2 separate regions of the Oryctolagus cuniculus genome follow, and region 2 is linked to region 1. Evidence: chromatin contacts called from public Micro-C data. All regions are on one chromosome and are shown on one strand. The core of a region is the stretch at or near the end of the contact, and the rest is flanking DNA. Distances in the headings are between cores, read along the strand shown.

Evidence for each region. A called contact is a pair of places that touch in the nucleus more often than the background predicts.
Region 2: a contact with region 1 is called in a Micro-C map of ear pinna, with 7 times the contacts expected there. The contact joins two enhancer-like sites. A contact is called at or near these places in 3 of 6 Hi-C or Micro-C datasets (ear pinna, psoas muscle and an unstated tissue).

What each region holds. Positions count from the first base shown.
Region 1 is chr18:64,812,526-64,817,024 of mOryCun1.1, reverse strand. All of the region lies in intron 3 of CDH13 (cadherin 13), which reads right to left. Among named protein-coding and RNA genes, the nearest start is that of MPHOSPH6, 650 kb to the right of the region's middle. Within about 2 kb of position 2,689, at least 4 of the 8 cell types and tissues checked have an H3K27ac peak or open chromatin away from gene starts, as enhancers often do. A contact at or near this core is called in ear pinna, where this site is marked.
Region 2 is chr18:65,031,199-65,035,697 of mOryCun1.1, reverse strand. All of the region lies in intron 5 of CDH13 (cadherin 13), which reads right to left. Among named protein-coding and RNA genes, the nearest start is that of HSBP1, 600 kb to the left of the region's middle. Within about 2 kb of position 2,442, at least 2 of the 8 cell types and tissues checked have an H3K27ac peak or open chromatin away from gene starts, as enhancers often do. A contact at or near this core is called in ear pinna, where this site is marked.

The DNA.
Region 1 (4,499 bases), core at 1,440-3,939:
GATCACAGTAAGAACGACTCTGGCCCCTCCATCCTGGGAGGCGTTTGAAACTCCAGGAACACAAACAGCCCAGCAGGGAGGCAGGCGGGCCCCCGCAGGGCTGAGCAGTATTGCCCTATCTATCATCAGAGTCACGCTCTCCACCTACAGCCACACTGATCAAAACTTGGGGGAGCGGCGAGGGAATCCAAAGAAAACTAAGTAAAAGTAAAGGACGGTTCCTGCTTGATCAGGCTTTCCCAGTGGCTACGGCCATGCACGCATGTCCACTGCCCACCACCAGGTCTCTGACTAACAAGCCAAGACTGCCCTAACCCCTCCGGCCACTTCTTATTCCCCGTGGACCATTAGTGCCTCTGGAAAATACATTGTTTCATATCCTCACTCATCACCTGTGTCCTACCTTTCTCCAAAGCTCATCACTCCATCCTGAACGCAGCCAACCGGGGCCCCCTGTGGAGCCTCTGCTCTACACACCTGGGTGATCTCCAAGGCCAGCATGTGAAGCAGGTGCATAACAGGTTCCCGTGATGGGGGCGGGGGCAGGGCCCAGCTGTCCCTCTCACCCCTGCATACACAAACATTCACACACACACTCTCTCTCACCCCTGCGCTCTCGTGCTCTCTCTCTTACCCCTTCTTTCTCTCTCTCATTCCTTCTTTCTCTCACCCCTTCTTTCTCTCTCTTTGTCTCTCTCACCCCTGCGCTCTCACACTCTCTCTCACCCCTGCTCTCTCCCCCTCTCTGGGTGCAGGATCTAGGAGGTCTCCTATGTACCTGCTGATGGCTTCAGTCAAACCCAGCAGAGCCCAAATTTGAGACCACACCCTTCCAGAAAAGCAGTGCCCTGGCCTGCGCCTGACCCATGCTCAATTGTCAGTCCATCCAGGTTGGAGAGACCTCCCAGGGCAGTAGGCTATAGGAGCTTGGGGTGGCATAGGATGGCTGGCACTCTTTCCCAAGCCCACCTCCCAGGGTGGAACACACCGACTCCGCCCAGGGGAGGAATCTGTGAAGAATCAGGTTCTTCTGGCCCCATGCTGTGGGCGCTCCCCACCAGACACCCCACCACAGAAATTCTCACAACTGCTTTCTGCCCAACCACGACTGTTCTGTTCAAGTCCCCCCAATATGTGGCCTCTTCTCTCCAAATTAAAAAACAAAAAAAAGCATCAATGTTGGCTGGCGCCGCGGCTCACTAGGCTAATCCTCCGCCTAGCGGCGCCGGCACACTGGGTTCTAGTCCCGGTCGGGGCGCCGGATTCTGTCCCGGTTGCCCCTCTTCCAGGCCAGCTCTCTGCTGTGGCCAGGGAGTGCAGTGGAGGATGGCCCAGGTGCTTGGGCCCTGCACCCGCATGGGAGACCAGGAAAAGCACCTGGCTCCTGGCTCCTGCCATCGGATCAGCGCGGTGCGCCGGCCGCAGCGCGCTGGCCGCGGCGGCCATTGGAGGGTGAACCAACGGCAAAGGAAGACCTTTCTCTCTGTCTCTCTCTCTCACTGTCCACTCTGCCTGTCAAAAAAAAAAAAAAAAAAAAGCATCAATGCAAAAGCAGGCCTTCGACCAGATCCTCCCCACGGACTCCGCGTTCTGTCTGTTTCCCAAAAGTGGTAACCTCCTGGGAGACCAAGACCAGAGTTCAGACGCTGCCCAGAAGCCAGCCAGCCCATCTTTCTCCATCGTGAGCTCGTTCGACAGTTAGCTTCTCCAGGGCAGCACCTACTCCTCTACCCATCCCCCCTTAGGGAGCCTCTGACGTCAACCCTCACCACACGGCGAAACGTGCCACGTGGCACCTCCACACTCACTCCCTGCGGTCATCAACAAGAATCCTCAGCTCCATCTCCCTCAGTCTTTGAGGAGTAGGACCTGGCTTGATCCCTTAGTGCCTTAAAGGCCACAGCTGTCTCCAGAGCCAGTGCCCAAAGCCCTCTTGTGGCTAAACAGCAAATTCTCAATTGAATGAGTAGAGATGAGGATGTCTCATCAGGAAGGCGTCCACAGCCTGCCCGGAAAATTACAGACCTAAACAACTCTCGCCCCCCCCCCCCCCAAAGGCCCAGCAAACGCCTTTTGCCCAGTTAACGCTGTTTTCCAAAGAGAAAATGGCACCAGCAAGGCAAGGCGGAGAATGTGTCCCCGGGGGAAACAGGAGCAAATGTGTGCATGGACAGAAATAACCCCCATTTCACCACCAGGCAGGGGGCAAGCAGGACGTGCCAGGGCCTTGAGGAGTCATTCCAAAACCAGCCACGTGGCATTTCTCTGGAATGAGCTCACTAGCGCATTCTTGGTACTTTTCCCACATCCCCTGGGAGTCCTTTTTAACTTCTCAGGCTGTTGAAACTTGACAGAGTGTCTCCCCCTTCCTGTGGCCCAGGTCTGCCTCGGCCACACTCTAATCCTACTTGGCTGTGTACGCTGGAGGCTCGGCAGCGTCTGACACACCTGCCCGACTGTTTCACCGGCAAAGGCCCCAAGTTACTTGCAAGTCACAGAAGCTTACGGAACAAATGGCCACATCCAGTCGTTTGCAGGCGCTTCTCGGTGGGCGAAGCAATTGAAAATTACCAGAGCACTTCGCCTCTCCTTCTCCGCCATGAGTGCCTCACGGAAGTGGCTCGGGTTCTACTCTTGAGTACGCGAATTCAACTTTTCACGGGACTTTTTAGTCGTAGACATACAACAGAAGATTCTTAAAATGATGGGGATTCTGATCACGGTCAGGTTCGAACAATTTAAAATTTCTAAAATGCTTAAACCTTTATCAATGCTTTGGGTTTGGGATTGAGTGTGTGAGATTGTATGCAGAAAATAAAAACCACACGACCATTTTATAGCCTCCTCCCCATCCGTGATTAAAATCGGAATCTTGACGTGGATGATTTCTGTCTCCTCCTTGTAGGAGACCCTGCATTTCTAAAATAGCTTGACTTCATGCAAAGAAACTCTGTGATTCCAGGTTCTCATTTGACTCTTGTGTAGCTATTTATAGCACAGTAATTCATAGCCTGAATCACCTCTCCCTTAGCAGACAGCACATTGGAAAAAAATAGTTGTTAAAATTGGTTAGCGCTGGGAAAAATAGGCCAAGGAGATGTGGGTCTTCATTAGTCACTAAATTCTAAACTGGATCATAAACACTTCCCCACTAATGAGAAGTCTGTCTTTCCTTTTGTTTGCTGAAGAAGATTGAGAAGCATGGTTCCTAGAAAGTGAGGCACTGTCTGAAAGATGGCACAGTGCACCGGCCACACCTGCCATCCTCCAGGTCAAGGCAAGGCCTGCCACCCACGACCTAGAGGGGGACAGGGAGCTGGGAACCCCTCACTGCTGGGGTGGGGCAGCTGCCACACAACTGTGGGACTGACCCATTTTTGGTGCTGTGCCCAGGGACTATCATAGATGGAAAGCCCGTTGCAGAGACAGGAAGTCATTTAATCCTATTTTTTTTTTTTTGGCTAAAATTTCAAAGACACATCAGAGTAGAGAATACCATATGAGTTTCTCTGTATCCATCACTCATCCTCAACACTAAATTGAAGACTTGCCTTGGGACACTGCTTAATCCCCTCCCAGATGGTCTTCAAGATTATCCCAGGTACAATTCCTTTTTGCCTACAAAATTTTTAATGTGTCTACAGAAGAGTGAGGCTCTTTTTAACCTAGTACAATACTTGGCTGTATGAAAAATAGCAATGCTCTCTAAATACCATCAGATATCTAATCTCTGGATTTCTCTCACTTACATTGTTAATTTCTTTGTGAATTAGGATAGAAATGAGAACCAAACATGATGATGCATTGTTACTGCTTTTTAAAAAATTTTTTTTGAAAGAGTTACAGGATAGAGGGAGACACAGAGATTTTCCATCCACAGGCCAACTCCCCATTTGCCAAAATGGCTAGTGCTGGGTCAGGAAAAAGCCAGGAGCCAAGAGCCCCATCCAAGTTTCTCTTGTTGGTATCAGAGGCCCAAGGACTCAGGCCACCCTGTTGCTTTCCCAGGCCACCAGCAGGGATCTGGATCAGAAGTGGAGCAGTTAGGACAATAGCGGACACCCTCTTTATTGTGTTTAAATTTTAATTTTTAGAGCTTCCTGTCCATTTTTGTTTATTGCAGTTTTGCAACTGTTTGTTGGACACTGTACCTCTTCACAGTATAGGTTTTCCTGATTGCATCCCTAAGGTGCTCATTTAACTTGCTCACTTGTCTGCTGAGTTTCCTATAAATAGGTAGCTATGCCCCGGAGGCTTGATCAGATTCAGGTTTGGTATTTTGGCTCAGGATCAGCTGGTTTTTTATTTTTTTGTTTGTTTCATTTGTGTGTGTGTTCTGGTGGGGGCTCAAAATCAGGTTGTACCTTCCTTCAGGGGGTACAAATGTCCAGGATTCTCTTTTAAGTTAGCAGTTACTAATACCTTAAGAATTGCAAAACCTGATTTTACCATTTCCCCATCATTTATTAACTGGAAAGAGAAATTTCATTCAATGACTT
Region 2 (4,499 bases), core at 1,193-3,692, 220 kb before region 1:
ATTTGTTTGCACTTGAAATGCAACTTCATGTATTATCTGTTTCTCAATGGCACGGAGGGAGCGGCTGCAACTCGGGAGTGACCACGCCTTCCTGACGTGCTGATGGTTGGCCGCTAATGCGTAAATGAGGGCAGCAGAGGCTCTCCTCCCTCTCTGTGAGCAAACTCCTTAGCCAAGGCCTGCAGAGGCCCCCAGAGAGGGGCAGCACACGTGGATGTGGCTCTTAATGGGTAGGGAAGCACCTCTGGGAAAATTCTGTAATCTCTTGGATCCCAGTCTCCTCATCTGGACAAAGGGCATGATGAAAGCGCAGACCTTACAGGGTCATGTGCAGAGGAAACAGTCGGCTACGCTCGCTGCCTGGCACACCAAGCACGCGGTCCACACTGACCACGCGGGTGAGGCTTTCCAAGCTCAGAGATAACCCAGCAGACGCTCTTCTTAGCATACACAGAATGGTATTTTCCTCTTTGCAGTTTGGTGGCAGCTATGACATTATTATGGTCTATGAAATTCAGTAAGTGTGGTGTTTCACTTCTAGGAGAACATTTCTGGAATGTTCTCTTGTTTTGCCGTGGAGAACAAGATTTAGGTGGTAATGGGGGCCAGCGCTGTGGCATAGTGGGTAAAGCAGCCACCACCTGCAGTGCCAGCCTCCCACACAGGCACTGGTTCGAGTCCCGGCTACTCCACTTCCAATCCTGCTCCCTGCTAATGTACCTGGGAAAGCACCAGAAGTGACCCAAATCCATGGTTCCCTGCGCCCAAGTGAGAGATATGGAAGAAGCTGGGCTCCTGGCCTCAGGCTGGCCTGGTTCTAGCCATAGCAACCATCTGGGAGGTGAGCCAGCAGATGGAAGATTCATTCATTCCCTCCTTCTCCTTCCTCCCTCCCCTCCTTACTCCAGCTTCCTGCTCACATAGATTCTGGAGGCAGGATAAACGGTACTGGGACCACGCCACACACGGGAGAAATCTGGGTTGAGTTCCTGACTGGGTATCACTGTGGGTATTTGGGGAGTGAACCAGTGGATGGGAGCTCCTTCTCTCTTCCCCTCTCTAACAAATAAAAATTTTTAAAAACATGGCACTGTCATGACCTCGTGTAGCCTGACCGCATGGAACGTAACTGTCCTCCAACTTCTGCTGATTACAGATCACGCGCAACCAGTGCATCCCTGCTGTTTGTTTTTGGTATTTGAGAGGCTGCTTATCACCCAGCCTGATTTGTGCACCGCTGCCTAAGAAAACACTTTTGCTGAGCTGGGAGTTTTAATCTGGATTCTCGCAACTTTCCAATGGCGTGCGATTTCCAGTCTGTCACAGAAAAACAGGAAGAGCCTGCTCATTTCTTCCAAAGCAACCGCAAGTCCAAAGTCCACTGCTGCCTTGGGGTTGGGGTCTCATCATTGCTGAAGCCCACTAAGTGTTTCCCTTCCTGACCGAGTTACTACCAAGGCTTCCTCTTGAGAAAGTGGCATATATGTTATGTTTGCTTTACTAGAACAACTTTTCCTTCTAAAACAGCTTTTACAACCAAGATGCTCTTTTTTAATACTGCACCAAGGCTATTAAAAAGAATGGAAACCAGAGATCATAAAAACATCCATGGCGAAATGCTCAATTCTGTGCTAGTTGTGAAATACAATCCATATACGTTAACCTATTCTTCAAGAACGAAGAGAGATAGAGGGAAATTTCAGTGTTTTTGTTATCACTTAATCCGAGTTCATGAATTCATTGCTGCTAGGAGCGACCTCTAAGTGATCACGTCCAGCGCCCCTGAACTGTCAGGTTCAAGTTCAGAGTGGCTCACGTGCAGACGCTCAGCTAGAGGACTGGAGCCACACGGATTTCCCACAATGCCTTTTTAAAGGATAGTTAATTATTTTACAGTTTTCCAGAAGCTAAGAAAGCTGAGATTTGTTGCTGCAAGAGCAGCATTTCTTAATAAGCAGGCCAAGAGGAGAATTGCAGGGCAGCTGGTGTGATATTTTAGGTGAAAAAATTTTCCATCTAAAGAAGCATCAAGTTCCCTGAGAAAAAAAAATGAAATTGTCTTCAAGGATCTGGGGAAATTTTTCAAGCGCCAGGGGCCCAATTTTTCTTTATTTTAATGTTCTCTTCTGGTCCCCAAACATGCTACTGAATTCTCTCTGCATCGCAAGAGACGGGACAGGAATCAATACTTAGTCCAAAAGCTTTGTTTTCCTCTCCAAGATAATTGCTTGCTGCTTCCCTCGATGAGGGGTGGAACCCAGAGAGGTCACCCTGTAGCCACAGAAGTTGTGTGGACGAGGGCTTGTCCACGCCGACTGGGTCAGAGCGTCCCAGGCAGCCTCTGGGGGAGAGCTCATAGGGAAGAAGACGGCCTCCTCCCAGACCAGATGGGTGAGAGAGGCCCCGTTGCCCAGTGAGAAAGATTCCAGTGCCACATCTTCTAGGTGTGACTCGCAGCTCCGCATTTTCTAGGCAAGAGACACAGGGCGGTGCCTTAACCTCTTCATGCTCCAGTTCTCGTCTTCAAACTAAGGAAGTTTCTGCCTAGGGGAATTGTTGAGCACTTTCAAACACATGAAGCAAATCATGGAACGCAGTGGGTATTTTCTCCGTAGGCGACTCTTCCACGGGATTTGGTGTGGCAACACGATGGGATCCTATTTACAAGTCAGAACTCTGAAATCCACCCGCAGTGTCCTGTTCCATCATGCACCTGTGATTGGCAGTCTGGATGAGGACTCTAGCCATGACAAGTGGTCTCAGCTGAGATACTGAAATTCTGCAGATGGACAAAGTACGCTGACACGAATGATTCAAGACGCACAAGCAGAGTTTTATTTATCGTTTCATGGGACAATTAATGGACATACATCTGAGATTCTGCAAACCAACCTGAAGCTGACACATTTAACCCTCCTTAGACTTGGGTAGCCAGACATCGACCTTGAAAGCCTGGGAAACGGTGGACTTTTGCCCCAAGCCTACACCTTGTAAAGTCTTTGCAGCAAAAACATTCTTACCAGTGGGTGGCGATCATGTGTCACGATGCAAAACACTGCATTCCCTTTGCAAGTTCAGACCTGGGCAGCAAGAGAGCCCAGAGTCGTCGGGAATGCTGAAGGCAGAGGTCGTGGTGAGCAAAATGTGCACGGACCTTGCACTGAAGCCGCACACGGTCTTCCAACAAAACACAGAGGCGTTAGGGACCCACAGGCTTCCAGACTTCCCTGTGCCGACGGCCTGCTGAATTCTTGCAAAGTGAAGAGCAATACTAAAATAAACGATCGCACTGGATAAAAAGGCCGTGGAGGCCACATTGCCGGTGTGAACTTGAGGGTAGCTGATTTAGAAGAGAAGGTCCTGGTATTTAAGGAGGCTGCCTGCATTCCCAGCTGGCTCCACCTACACTTGCAAAGTTGTGCACACCATCATGTGAGAGGGCAGCCTACTCCTTAGGAGACCGAAGTCTGAGGTTACAGCATCCTGAGATGGTCTGCTTGGCAGCTAGGAGGCACTCAGTTTTCATCTGAGAACTTCAATTCTATCCATCAAGTGGGGATCGAAACCCTTACAATGGTATCTGAGTCTTTCAGTGTCTATTAAGTGACAGGGACAACGTCGGGTACCCCAAAGATGTTGTCATCACCCCCACTGGAAGCTGGCATCTGCTGTGATCCAACCCAGGAGGTCTGGGCACGGGCTCTTGTCTCTCATCTGTGCTCGTGGGTGTCTGCTTCAGCAGGCCCTGCCATTTTGCCGTGTCCTGGTTGTATGTTCTGTAACACGGCGGTGACACCCCGACCCGATACCGTGGCTGGGAGGCTCATTGTGAGGCCAGCTGTCCTGCTTGGATCCTGGACTGGAAGGAGGGTAAGGGCTTCAGAAGCCCAGGTGGGGGACTTTCCTTCCAGGAAGGTGGTAGAGCAGAGGAAGGGGACGGGGAAGCCTGAGGCCAGGGAGTGCGGGACAAGCAAGGCAGGCCCAAGACAGCTGGCTGGGCAGGGGGCAGATGGACAGGGACAGAGTGCGGTTCTGCTTCTCTCTTCATCCTGTTCTATTTCGATATTTTTCTGAATACTTTTGTTATTCAATTATGTTTCCCCTGACTATAATAAATCAATAGCACTAAAAGTATTATGGGGGTATGCATTTTATCTCCAAAGACAAATATTAGATGAGACTCTTGGATCATTAATCTTAGTTTGTGTAGGTTTTTAAACATTAATACTTTAGAAACTGCAACAGAAAGCGATAGTCATGTGGTCATGTGTGTGGTTAAATAACGAATTTGTCACAAACGCCATGCTCCTCCTTTTCTTGTGTTTTCTGTCACCTGGTCCTAGATAACCAAATCTGGCAGGTCCCTATCGTACCGACATGGAAACGAAGGCACAGAGGGATGTAGGACCGGCCCAGGTTCTCAATGGTAGCAGACCGGAAGTAGGTTCTTCTTGGTTCTACACCTGTGGCCCCATCATCGTACCATGCAGGATCTCTGT